Linked DNA regions of Mus musculus: regions 1 and 2 are each linked to region 3. The links are chromatin contacts, called in public HiChIP or PLAC-seq and capture Hi-C maps. All regions are on one chromosome and are shown on one strand. The core of a region is the stretch at or near the end of the contact, and the rest is flanking DNA. Distances in the headings are between cores, read along the strand shown. Region 1 overlaps Srrm4 (serine/arginine repetitive matrix 4). Region 2 holds the start of C330018A13Rik (RIKEN cDNA C330018A13 gene). Region 3 holds the start of Ccdc60 (coiled-coil domain containing 60).

Region 1 (3,646 bases), core at 168-2,667, 200 kb after region 3:
AGTGAGTTTTAGGTGTCTTCCTGTCTCCACTCTTCCAGGCCTATGGTTTCAAGTGTGTACCACCACACCCAGTTCCATTCATGGGCACAAGAGATGGAACTCGGTTGTGCGGCAAGTACCTGAGTGGCTGAACCATCTCCGAGCTTTGCTCAGCTTTCTTGAAACTGGAAGTGAGAGCGACCTTGTTCCCATGTTTCCCAAGCTGGCCCTGCTATCAAAAAGGTTCCCAATGAGGTTTCTGAAGAAACACCCTAGGACTCTAGACACCTCGTGAGGTGTGCTGAGCCAGAATGGTACAGCCACATCCTCAACTCACTGAAACTAAAACACAACTGCTTACTACCCCACCCCTGCCCCACCCCACCCCTCCCCGCTCTGCCCAAGCAAGGATTAGGAATGGGCTTTGTTTTGCTTTGTTTTCCACAATAGTGTGTATATGATATTATAATGAATGGGAGTCTCAAAGAGGTTGACCCAGGAATCTACACACTAAAGAAACATCCCAGTTAAGACAGCCGTTTGTCAGACCACGCGCACAATCCAAAAGATGCCACAGGATCTGGCCTCAGTCCCATCTCCTGCTTCTCTCCCCATCTTTCCATTGTTCCAGCCTTATGGTCTTCTTGCTGTTTCTCAAATAGGTCAGAAGCTTTTCCTGCCCCAGGCCCTTGGCACCTGCCGTTCTGTGCACCTGGCACGCAGCTCCTGCGGCACCTTGCCTGGCCATCTCCTCATCCTCTCTCAAGGGTCACCTTTGCAGAGAGCCAAACCTGACTTCTGCATCTTGCCCCCTCTTCATGCGTGGTAGGAACCACTGGGCTCGCTGCTTTCCTTGCTGACAATTTTATACGTCCTTTAACAGATACTCTTCTGCATGAGCGCGTGAGTTCTTGAGATGGGGACCAGTCCTCTGACCATCATGTCATCAGAACGTCTGACGCTGCATCCATTTGCTGCTGAAGGGACAGAGGGATGAACACAGGGAATTCTGGTGACAGATCCTATGTGCAGACTGTAGATCAGGCTTGACCCTCTGTTACAAATCAAGGTGACAGGACTTGACTGCAAAGAGTCACAGCCCTTCAAGGGAGCCGGCTTTAGCTGTAGCCCGCATCATGTCTTTCTGTTTCCAGTCTTTCGTCTTCTTGGGGCTTCGAGAAAAAAAAAATTCAGTGTTCCATATCAGCTGAAGCATGCCCACAGCTGCTTTGTCTTTACCACAGAGTTACTCAATGTTGTAATGTCTTTTCTTTTCTTTCTTCAATACTTAAAAGAAGGCAAGATCTTCAGGGGACAGCTGAGAGTCAAGGGCCGGCACACTCCACTTCACGGTGTGTGTGTGTGTGTGTGTGTGTGTGTGTGTGTGCTCAAGTTCCTGAGGCTTTTCCTTCCTCTCTGCATTCCTGCTAATCAGAGGCCCTGGCATGGCTGCTGCCTGTAGTCATGGCAACGAACAGCTGATTCCTAGCCTCTGATAAGAGTCAGGGCTGAACTTTGTAAAAAAAAAAAAAAAAAACTCTCTAAGATGCCTGGGTCTCTAGCTGCTTGTTGGATTCTCCATCAAAGCATCCACCGATGGAGCAGAGTTTCCATCTGCTCCCAACAACAGCAACAACAGCAGCAGCAGCAAAACACGTTCACTTGGCCTGGAGCCAGAGGCCATCCTCATGACCCTAGCCCTAGGCAGAGTTAACAGGGTTTTAGAAACAGACAAACAAGGCTTGACCACAAGAGCTTTAGAGCCAAACCACCTCCATGGAGAGTGGGGAAACTGGGGTCTCTTATATTTTTGGTTGTGAGCCTAGCCTTTAACGGCTGAGCTATCTTTCCAGTCCGAAAACTGGGGTCTCAAGACACACAGTCTATGTCATCATCCACATCAGAGCCAAGCCTGATGCTGTGGCCTTTCGTTCCCTTGGCCAGTGCTCTCTCTGCAACCCCTTGGTCATAACAGCAGTTTGCATCTATTAAGCGCCTACTGAATGCCAGACACTGGGACGGACTGTTCTTTCTTACCCTCCAGCACATTGGCGTTCTAAAGAAACAAGCCAGCAGGTGCAGTCAGTTCCACTGAGTGTGGAGAAACTGAGGGATGGAGATAGAAATAAATACCCAGCCAACATGCCAGAGGAGGGGAGGGAGGGATGGAGGGAGAGAGGAGTACTCTGAGATTCTGAGACATACTTCAAAACTACAAGGAGGTGCTGAGCAGAGGCATAGAACACACTGGATAATTCCTCTAGTGTCTGCAGGACAGGAGCATCACAGAGCTTGGCATGTATCTTATGCCTCACAAGGAGAAGCAGTCCTTGGCCACTGGCTCTGAGATACTCCTGACTTTGATTTCCCCCATCCCCATCCCCCATAGCTGTGCCTGTGTGTTCAGCATTTCTAACCTGGCCTCTCAGTGGGTGCTGAGGACCCTGTACAGTATGCATGGTGAACTTCCCTCCCCATCCCACTGCTGAGGGCCCAGACAAGGCGAGGGAAAGGGACTTGCCCAGGCCCCCACATGCTTGCTCTGCCTCCAGGCTGTGAATAACCAACCCACCCTTGTTCCTGTACTGGCAACAGGCCTGGGATCTTCTGTCTTCCATTCTCCTGAGAAGCCCAGAACTTCAGGCTCCCGAGACTCCAGGAAGTCCCAGAATTCATCCCGGAGATGACCCAGTCCAGCAATAAGATGGATGTGGCTAATTTGTGCCTCGGCTCCTGGGACTCTGGCCCAGAGTCTTGGAACTCCAGGTCTTTTTCAAGGTTAATCTAGTTAATTAAGCCTGTTTGGAGGTAATCTACAAGAGCCCTGACCCTTTGAGCTTTCCTTATCTCGGCTGGAAGAAAGCAACAAAGCCCGGGAGAAGATTGGGGATTCTGTGGTGCAGAGTGTCCTTTGGATGCGGGCACAGTCGTGTATATTTTAGTAAAGACTGGATGAAAAACAAGAAAAGTTTCCTAAGATGATGTTCCCTCTGCCTTCCATTCATTGCCCAACAGATGTTCACCGAGCATCAACTTGACGGTGCATTACAAGAATACGAAAGTCCAGACCACAACACGGTCCCTCCAGGAGGCTTCATCATGGAAGCAGAGGAAATCCCTAAACTAGGAAATAAGAGCCGGGGGACTAAAGTGTAAGGAGCCATGATGTCACACACCAGCACCCAAACCAGCCTGGAAGATGTGGGCAGGGGACCGAGGTGAGATCCCTGAAAGGTGAAGGGAAACTTGTCAGAGAAGCAGAGAGGGAAGGCCATAAGAGCAGAGAAACTGCTTACAACTACAGAGATGTTAGAGTAGACAGATGGGGGGAGGGGAGGGTGGATGGCAAGCGTTGGGAAAGAGAAAGAGGAATCTTTCAGAGCTACGTGCACAGCTTTTTCTTGGGCTTTAGTGTGCCCGTGAGCTACTAGGCAATCCTGTCCCGGTGAATGCTGATTCAGTGGGGCTGGGGAGAGCTTGGGTGATCCTAACCCATCCCCGGTGCTGCCGTTCCGGTACCACACTTGGAGGTTGCAGAATCTGCACAGGATTTAGGCTTGATCCTAGGCTGACCTGTGTAGTAGACAGGGTCGGTGAGATCGCAGAGATCTCAGATAATTTACGTCATGATTCAAAACAGTAGCAGATTTTTCAGTTATGAAGTAGC
Region 2 (3,766 bases), core at 852-3,351, 170 kb before region 3:
TCGCCGCTGCCATCTCTAATGTGCACCAAGATCCTGCCACGAGCTGGATGCTGCACATTGGGTCCTCGTGGCCTCTTTAGTGGTCTCCACACCTGACACGCGTGTTGCCCTTGGAGGCTGTGCAGAGAATGGGAGCACCACCGAGATCTGGACTTTTACCACGATTACCACACTGAAGCAGCACTGTGGAGTTCTTTTCAGGCTCTTGCAAGAGAAGGGCCATCTCTCACATGGCGTAGAGTGCGCTAGCTATGTCTCCCAGGCTCAAATGCTGTATGAACGGTCAGAACTTGCCTGCCCCCCACATACCTCATCTCAGCCCTCTATCTTGTAGGCCACTCTACCTCCAGAATTTGTCCATTCGTTATGGGCAATTTTTACTTTCTTTCCATAGCTGTTCCCTTCAATACATAACCTTTTAAGATTACATTTTAGTGCGCGTGTGCTGTGTGTGTGTGTATGCATATATCCACAGAGGCCAGAGACCAGCTTTTGAAAGTCAGTTCTCCTCTTTTACCATGTATAGATTCTGAGGATTGAACTCAGGCCACCAGTCTTGGCGGCAAGCCCCTTAATCCATCTTGCTGGTCCCCAACACCTTAAAACCAGTACTGTAAATCTCTGACAGCCCGTTCTTCCTTATCATATCTATGTCGAGATTCTTGGGGACTTTGGGGGCTGAAGATGTCTCTGTCTCATGAAGTCATTTGCACTTAGTATGTCCTCCACTCTAATTCTAACCCAGTGGTTTCTAACCTGTGAGTGTGGCCCCTTTTAAGGGTCACGCGACCATTTCACGGGGTGGGGGTGTAAAGGGGGCACATATCAGATATCCTGCATGTTAGATATGCACATCACAATTCCTTAACAGTAGCAGAATCCATGAACTAATTTGTACCTGAGGCACATTGCAATAACAAAGTAACACTGAAAAGAATTTTATGATTGGGGGAAGAGGGTCACCCCAACATGAGGAACTGCATTAAAGGGTCACAGCTTTAGGAAGCTTGAGAACCACTGGTTTATTGCAACACCTGGCATGCGGCACACACAGACAGCCTGCTGGCTCTCTCGTACATCATCGTCCCTTGCTGGTGCTTGATGGGATATCTCTGGGAAGGCCCCACGATGCTGGCTACATTGTAGCTGTGCTCTCGGTGAGAGAAGGTCTGAGCATGGGAGGGATGCATGCTATCTAGTTCACACCAGTGAAGCCCCCCTGATCCCCGGGGGCACCTGTTCTCTTCCCATGAAAAGATAGCCATTGTCGTTTTCTAAATATCTAAAGAGATGCTGAAGTTATCTCACTTCATCAGCTCTCCCAGTGTGTTCTTTTGGAAAGAATAGAAACTCGTCTTCTTTAAACTCACCCTCAAGCAGGTGTCCCCAAACTCTGACTTCTTAGCCTAAATATGTCCTGTGGTTTGCTTTTTATAGGATTTTTTTTAAAAAAATAAGGGCTATGTAACTAGGCATAGTGGTACACACACCTGTGATTCCAGTGCTTGGGAGATAGAGGCAGGAGATTCAGGAGTTCAAAGCCAGCCTCAGATACATAAGCAAGTTCAAGATCCGCTCCCACAACGCTGGGCTTCAAAACCAAATAAACAACAAAAGAACTGTTTGTATAAACAGAAAGTTCCACCGATATCTACTGGAAGTGTTTCTCTAGGGAAGATACAGTTCCATCGCAGCAGCAACGTAGATGGCTTGTGAAGTCTAGCGGGATGGCAACTTTGGGGACCAGATACATTGTTGCTGTTCTCTCGGATTCTGATGAAGCTGTTCACTCCAAAAAGATTTCTCCCTGGGGCTCTTGAAGCCCAAGAGACTGGAGATGATGCTTGTGTTGCTGCTCTTTGCTCCGGGTCATGTTTCAGTAACAAACCGTCTTCCTTGTCTGAGCATGTAGGACTTGTTACTGTTGTTGACAGTCTCTGCCTTCCCTTTTGGGCAAGACCCTTAGGTTTCGCTCAAGGGCATGGTGAGAGTGGTGCTAAGAGTTGCCACTAGATGGCGCCATAGTTACGAGCAATAGACCGACCGAGCTGGAGTCTGGCGTGGAGGAAGCAGAAAGTCTTGTGATTTCAGGCTATTTCCTGTCCTAGACAGACCTCATTCTAGACTCTGCTCTGCCACAGATCGTCGGTGTCTTTGTATGCTTAATTAAAAAAAAATGGGGATTATAAATAAAGTAATGCTCCATTTTCCCTCAGAGAGATGCGGTGAACATCAGGGAGACCAGACTTCAAGCGCCAACCACAGTTGGGCAAGGTGGACCAAAGGGCTCTGTTCTGATCCAAAGCTGGATGAAGGTACGGAGTTCTAGGGTGGCACACTCAGGACAGCCGTAGCTACAGATGACCCAGTTTGCTTAAAAAGACAACAGGGAAGGAAGGGTTTGGGACATTTTTATTATAAATGATAAACCATTTGAGGAGTGAGCTGTGTTTGCTTGTGATTGAACACAGTACCACGTACACATAAAAATCACCCAGCACAGTATGCACAGTTTCAATTTTTTTATGTAGTTAGGAATCAGTTACAAATAAGTTCAGGGTCTGGGGAGTCAGTACTGTGTAAGCGTGAGGGTCTGAGTCCAGCTCCTTTCACCCATGTCAAAAAGCCAGGGTGGGGAACATGTGCCACAGACTCCGGCATTGGGAGGCAGACACAGGCGCGCTTAGAAGCCTGATAGCCAGCCAGCCTAGCTGAATCCACAAACCCCGGGTGCAGTGAGAGACCCTGTCTCAAAATATTAAATGTGAAGCATGCTATGGTGTTTGTCAACTTGACACAAACCTGAACAGCCCTGGGAGAAGGGAGACGGAGCTGAGGAGTCCCTCTCACCACTGTAACCCCAGGCATGTCTGTGGGGGATTGCACCCAATCCATTGTGAGGGTGCTGTCCCCAGGCAGGTGGTCCGAGGCTGCAGCAGAAAGCTAGCTGAGTGATTTATAAAGAGCAAGCCAGTGGGCAGAGTTCCTCCATGGCCCGTGCTTCAGTGTCTGCCTAGAGTTAATATCTTGACTTTTTTCATGATGATGGACCGTTCCCTGCAAGCCAAATAAATCCCTTTCCTCTCCAAGTTGCTTTTAGTCAGCGTTTTATTTATTCTTTTTTTGTCTTTTTTTTTTTTTTTTTTTTTGAGCCTGGATCTCACTGCATAGCTCTGGCTGGCCTGGAATTAAAGGTGTCCACTACCATCCCTGGCAGGGTAGAGTAGTTTTTATCCTAGCAGCACACGAAAAAGACAGAGTGGTAGAAGGCCACTCAATGTTCACCTCTGGCCTATGTGTATGTACACACACACACACACACACACACACACACAGGCACGCACACACGCATAAACACATGCACAAACACATGCTCACACATGCACAAATGCACACACACATGCAGGCATGCATGTGCACACACAAACATATGCACACACATCTATACACACAACCTTATACAAGCAAAACATAAATGTAATTTAAATTTAAAAAGAGTGGAAGAATCCTTTCGAGCCTCTGTCTCCTTGTTTGCAGAACAGCAAAAAGCCAGTGCGTGGGGGCCGTGGGGGCCGTGGAGGCTGTGGGGACCGTGGGGGCTGTGGAGCTGGAACCAGATAATCCATTCCACACTGTGTAGAAGGGAGCAACCTATCAGTCAGTGGTGCGTCTGTGAGTCTGTCTGTCTGTCCTCAGGGCTCCGTTCTCTCCTCTCACTTCTCATTTTATCAGAAGGTATCCTGATGTCAACCTCTGCCTTCCACAT
Region 3 (3,841 bases), core at 450-2,949:
TTGGTTCCAGAGGGGATGCTCTGGGTCAGACCCACTCAGTGAAGTATTTAGAGATGACAGGAGAAGTCCAAGGCTCAATTCCGTAGAGGGACCATCCCTTGTTTGCAGAGCAAGGAGGGGCGAACGAAGATGTATTGCTATTTTAAGAGGAGCAGTCTTGGGGTCCAAGAGATGGCTCAGAGGTTAAGAGCGCTTGATATTCTTGCAGGGGACTAGGTGGTATATACACACTGCAGCTCACTAGGGTTCCATTTTTTGTACACACACAGCAGCTCACTATCATCTTTAGCTCTAGTCCCAGGGAATCTAACACCCTCCACAGGTATGAGGCATGTACAGAGCACATCTAAGCATGCAGGCAAGACTCCTAAACACAGTATAAACAAAACAAAATTGTAAACGAAAAAGAGCCTGGGGACATATTGGGCCATGTATAAACTGGAGGGCTTTAAATCCTCCCTCCACAAGCTGTAGGTGGAGCAGCTGCCATCCCCACCCTCCCTCCCTTGGCTAACTGTGGTGGAGTTAGACTTTGAAGACATCAAAGTTAAATGTACTTAAAACATCATCTACCCAGTTATAACATTTGCATCTAGAAACCCCCGGACCCAAGTCGTACCAAGGACGCAATCACATACACGTAGACGGACCATCTCTATACTCGAGTCTCTTACTATTATTTTGGCCCATCCCGGTCTTATCACGGAGAAAGAAAGGCTGGGGTGGGGGGGTGGGGGGGTGTGTGGAGAAACTTGCCTGACAGCGACAGCCAGCCCAACCTGGACCCCGTCCCCACCCCTCAGAACGTGACACCCTTGCAACCAACCTCTCCACAGAGTGATAGGAAAGGCTTGTCTCTCCACCCCAGTGGATCTCTGGAACTAAGTTCTGTGATACCAGTCTACAATTCATCTTCATTTTTCCCCTACTTTCTACAGTGTCTCGCATCAATTTAGTCCATCAGTTTGGAATTACTGCCTAATGGATAGCTCGCAGCTCTGATCCGTGTTTTCATTCACCGTGAGAAGCCAGCCATCGAGAGCAACAGGGATGTCTGGACAAGTTCATCATACCTAGGCCCTCGTCCAGCCCCGCCCCCCTCCCGTTGGGCGGGCCTGAACCTAATCCATTGCTCTTGTTAACAGAGAGACAGTGACTTACCTGAGTCAGTTGATCTGCGCTGGAAAAGAGCCAAAGGGCCTTCTTGCTGGTGATTTTTTGTAACTTTTTGGTGGCTGGCACTTTGGTCATCTTGAAAAAAAAATACAAAAAACCACCACCACTAACAACAACAAAACAACCTTCAGCCTTTAAGCCCGTGCCTCCAGTGAAAAACTTGTTGCTTTTTCAGATTCTTGACTTCGCAACACTCACTGGTGTGAAACGGTCCAGAAAGTTCTCCCAGGCCCCCAAGTCCCAAGTCCAGAGACTGCGAAGAGATTTCTTGTTGCAAAGCGGAGCATCTGGGTAAGGAAGCCTTTGCTAGGCCCGAGCAGGCAAACCTGAGACTGTTTAACTTGCACAAAGTCGGTTTTATACGTTTTCTCTCTTTTAAGGGAGAAGATATTTTTCTCCTATAAGCAAAATAAAATGTAAACTGAAAAAAGTAAAAATAAAACTCTATAGACAAAAGCCCCACCCTCGGCCAGCGAGACGAGGGAGTAAGGCGGGCCCCACCATGGGGCTCGGCCTTGGGGCTTAAAACTGCCAAGTAGGGCACGCTCGGTTACCTGGCAACCGGACGCCAAGGCGCGCAGACGCTTCCTCCTCGGCCAGGATTGGTGGAGACCTGGACCGGAATTCTTCTGGGTTGCTGGAAAGGGGCTCTGAGCTGGTGGCTGGCCAGGGAGCCACATTGTCCAAACTCTTTCGGGGTCGGGGTTGAGGAGGTATTTAAATTTCTCTGCTCAGTCCCGAGGACTCCAGTCTTCTCTCTACTCGCCTATAAGGTTTCTTCCCTTCAAAGTCGGTTTCACCTGTTGCTGATTGCCACGAGGCTTTCCTCAGGCTTTATATTAAACCCCTCGCAAGTGTGTGCCTTCAGCTCTGCAATTATCAGCTCCAGGTGCCTATTCTTCCCATCTGAAAAAACTCCTACAGAACCTTCAAAGCCCACATTACAGATACAGCTTCATGCACACGCCCATTTATATGTATTTACGAGTATTAGTATACGTGCGTCGGTATGACATTTATCGAGAGCCTACAATATACAGCGTGCTGTTTGTGTATTTCACAGCACAACATCTCTGAACTGCCTGACATCCCAGCCCCAGACAGACTGATTGTAAACCCCAAGGTTTTACCCACTGAAGTAAGAAACCTAACTTTGTGAGTTTGGGGCTACCAGGTCTTTAAAATGGGGGCTGCAGGATTACCAATGGTTGCTAAGAATTAAAGAAATAACACATGTCGGTAGCCCAGGTGGAGAGGTGCCTGCCGGCAGGTACTGACTCTGGCAAGAATCGGGCGTTCTCCCAGCTCTGGGCTCACAGAGGAGCAGATGTTAACGCTGACTAATATTTATTGATCACTTGCTCTGTGCCAGCCTGCAGCAATTTAACCCATATATTTTGATTCATTTGCCTTCCCCTTGGGTGTATTTTATTCCGTCTCAATCCATTTGTGTTTCTTCCCCAAACCTTGAGCAGTGAGGGTTACGGTCCCACCCAGGCTCCATCTTTCTTAGTGACCCCTCCCACCGCAGGATGGCTTTCGCTCTCTCAGCACTGAAACGGCCCCCCTCCGACTGTTATTTTGTTTCCATTGTCTGCAGACTGACTCTGACCCTCCTCTCCACAGGAAGTCTGGGTCTGCCTGCTTTCCTCCATGGGTAGCATTCGTCAACTACCGGGAGTGGTTTTCTGAAGGCTGCAGATAAACAAAGCCCTGTTTAGAGGATTGGGCCGGGCCTGAGAAAGCTGGGCAGGGTAGGAACTGCTCAGGCTGGGAGAGCAGGAGAACAGGTTCTAGGGCATTGTGGGTCTGGGGTTGGACGGAGCCAGCTAGCTCTGCATGATCTGGAGGAACAGGAGGACGGTTTGTGCTCAGCTTGAGAAAATCTACACACAAGCATAACGTCGTTGTTTACTAGCGATTGGGCTAGTGTCCTGGGTTCCACTAGGGTACTTCCATGTGGCATGTAATGGAATTCAAACAGTTCACTCCATCCCCTCCGCATTCCCCTCCCTCCCTCACTCTTGCACTTTCTTCCCCCTAGACTCCAAAATATAAAAGAAAACACGAAATTCTTGTCTTTTTTTTTTTTGAGGGTGCCTTATTTTGCCTAACATAATTTCCATTTCTATCCATTGAAACTGAGTAATTTCATGGAGGAATAAAACCTCTATTGTGAATGCAGACAGCTTTTGCTTCGAAGATTACTTGTGTGTGTGCTGGTGTGTGTGTGTATATACTTGAGTGCAGTACTCATGGAGGTCAGAAGAGGGCGTCATATTCCCCCGGAGCTGGAGATACAGGAAGTTGTCAGCTGCCTTATGTGGACCCTGGGAACCAAACCTGGGCCCACTAAAAGAGCAGTAGTCACTCTTCACCGTGGAGCCATCACTCCAGCCTTGGGACCATGCTTTCTTTGTTCATTCATTGGCCAGGAGTGGGGGTGGAGTACCTTGGCTAGTCACGTGAAATGGTTCAGTCTCTGCCCTCCAAGCCAATTGGTCACTGAGCAACCTCAGTAGTAATAATTGTCTGGATTGAGGCTGACACCAAAGGGAGCCAGCCCACCGGACATGCAGGGCCCTGCACAAAAGACATGCTCAGAGAGGCCAGCACTGTTTCTCTAGCATTACTCACCTATCTGAGTCACGTGAGAACTGGTAAA

The links. HiChIP or PLAC-seq counts read pairs in DNA pulled down with a chosen protein or histone mark. Capture Hi-C pulls out chosen DNA fragments and counts their contacts.
Region 1: an H3K4me3 HiChIP or PLAC-seq map of embryonic basal ganglia shows a contact between it and region 3, with 2.8 times the contacts expected there. The contact joins the enhancer-like site here to the promoter of Ccdc60 in region 3. A contact is called at or near these places in 3 of 39 promoter capture datasets (hippocampal neurons and liver), 2 of 484 Hi-C or Micro-C datasets (embryonic fibroblasts and nephron progenitors), 3 of 115 datasets of contacts at active chromatin or transcription factors (embryonic basal ganglia, embryonic forebrain and oligodendrocyte precursor cells) and 3 of 9 other capture datasets (adipose tissue, embryonic stem cells and pancreatic islet).
Region 2: a capture Hi-C map of embryonic stem cells shows a contact between it and region 3, with 2.6 times the contacts expected there. The contact joins the promoter of C330018A13Rik here to the promoter of Ccdc60 in region 3. A contact is called at or near these places in 1 of 39 promoter capture datasets (embryonic stem cells), 1 of 15 datasets of contacts at CTCF or cohesin (embryonic stem cells), 11 of 484 Hi-C or Micro-C datasets (8-cell embryo, brain, embryonic stem cells and 1 more), 2 of 115 datasets of contacts at active chromatin or transcription factors (both in embryonic stem cells) and 1 of 9 other capture datasets (embryonic stem cells).

Annotation. Positions count from the first base shown.
Region 1 is chr5:116,483,769-116,487,414 of GRCm38.p6, forward strand. All of the region lies in intron 1 of Srrm4 (serine/arginine repetitive matrix 4), which reads right to left. Among named protein-coding and RNA genes, the nearest start is that of Srrm4os, 47 kb to the left of the region's middle. Within about 2 kb of position 1,418, at least 27 of the 459 cell types and tissues checked have an H3K27ac peak or open chromatin away from gene starts, as enhancers often do. A contact at or near this core is called in embryonic basal ganglia, where this site is marked.
Region 2 is chr5:116,121,513-116,125,278 of GRCm38.p6, forward strand. C330018A13Rik (RIKEN cDNA C330018A13 gene) reads left to right here and starts at 2,102. Exons shown (of 2, transcript NR_153384.1): 1 at 2,102-2,315.
Region 3 is chr5:116,287,286-116,291,126 of GRCm38.p6, forward strand. It overlaps Ccdc60 (coiled-coil domain containing 60), which reads right to left and starts at 1,700. Exons shown (of 14, transcript NM_177759.3): 1 at 1,162-1,700. The coding sequence starts at 1,251.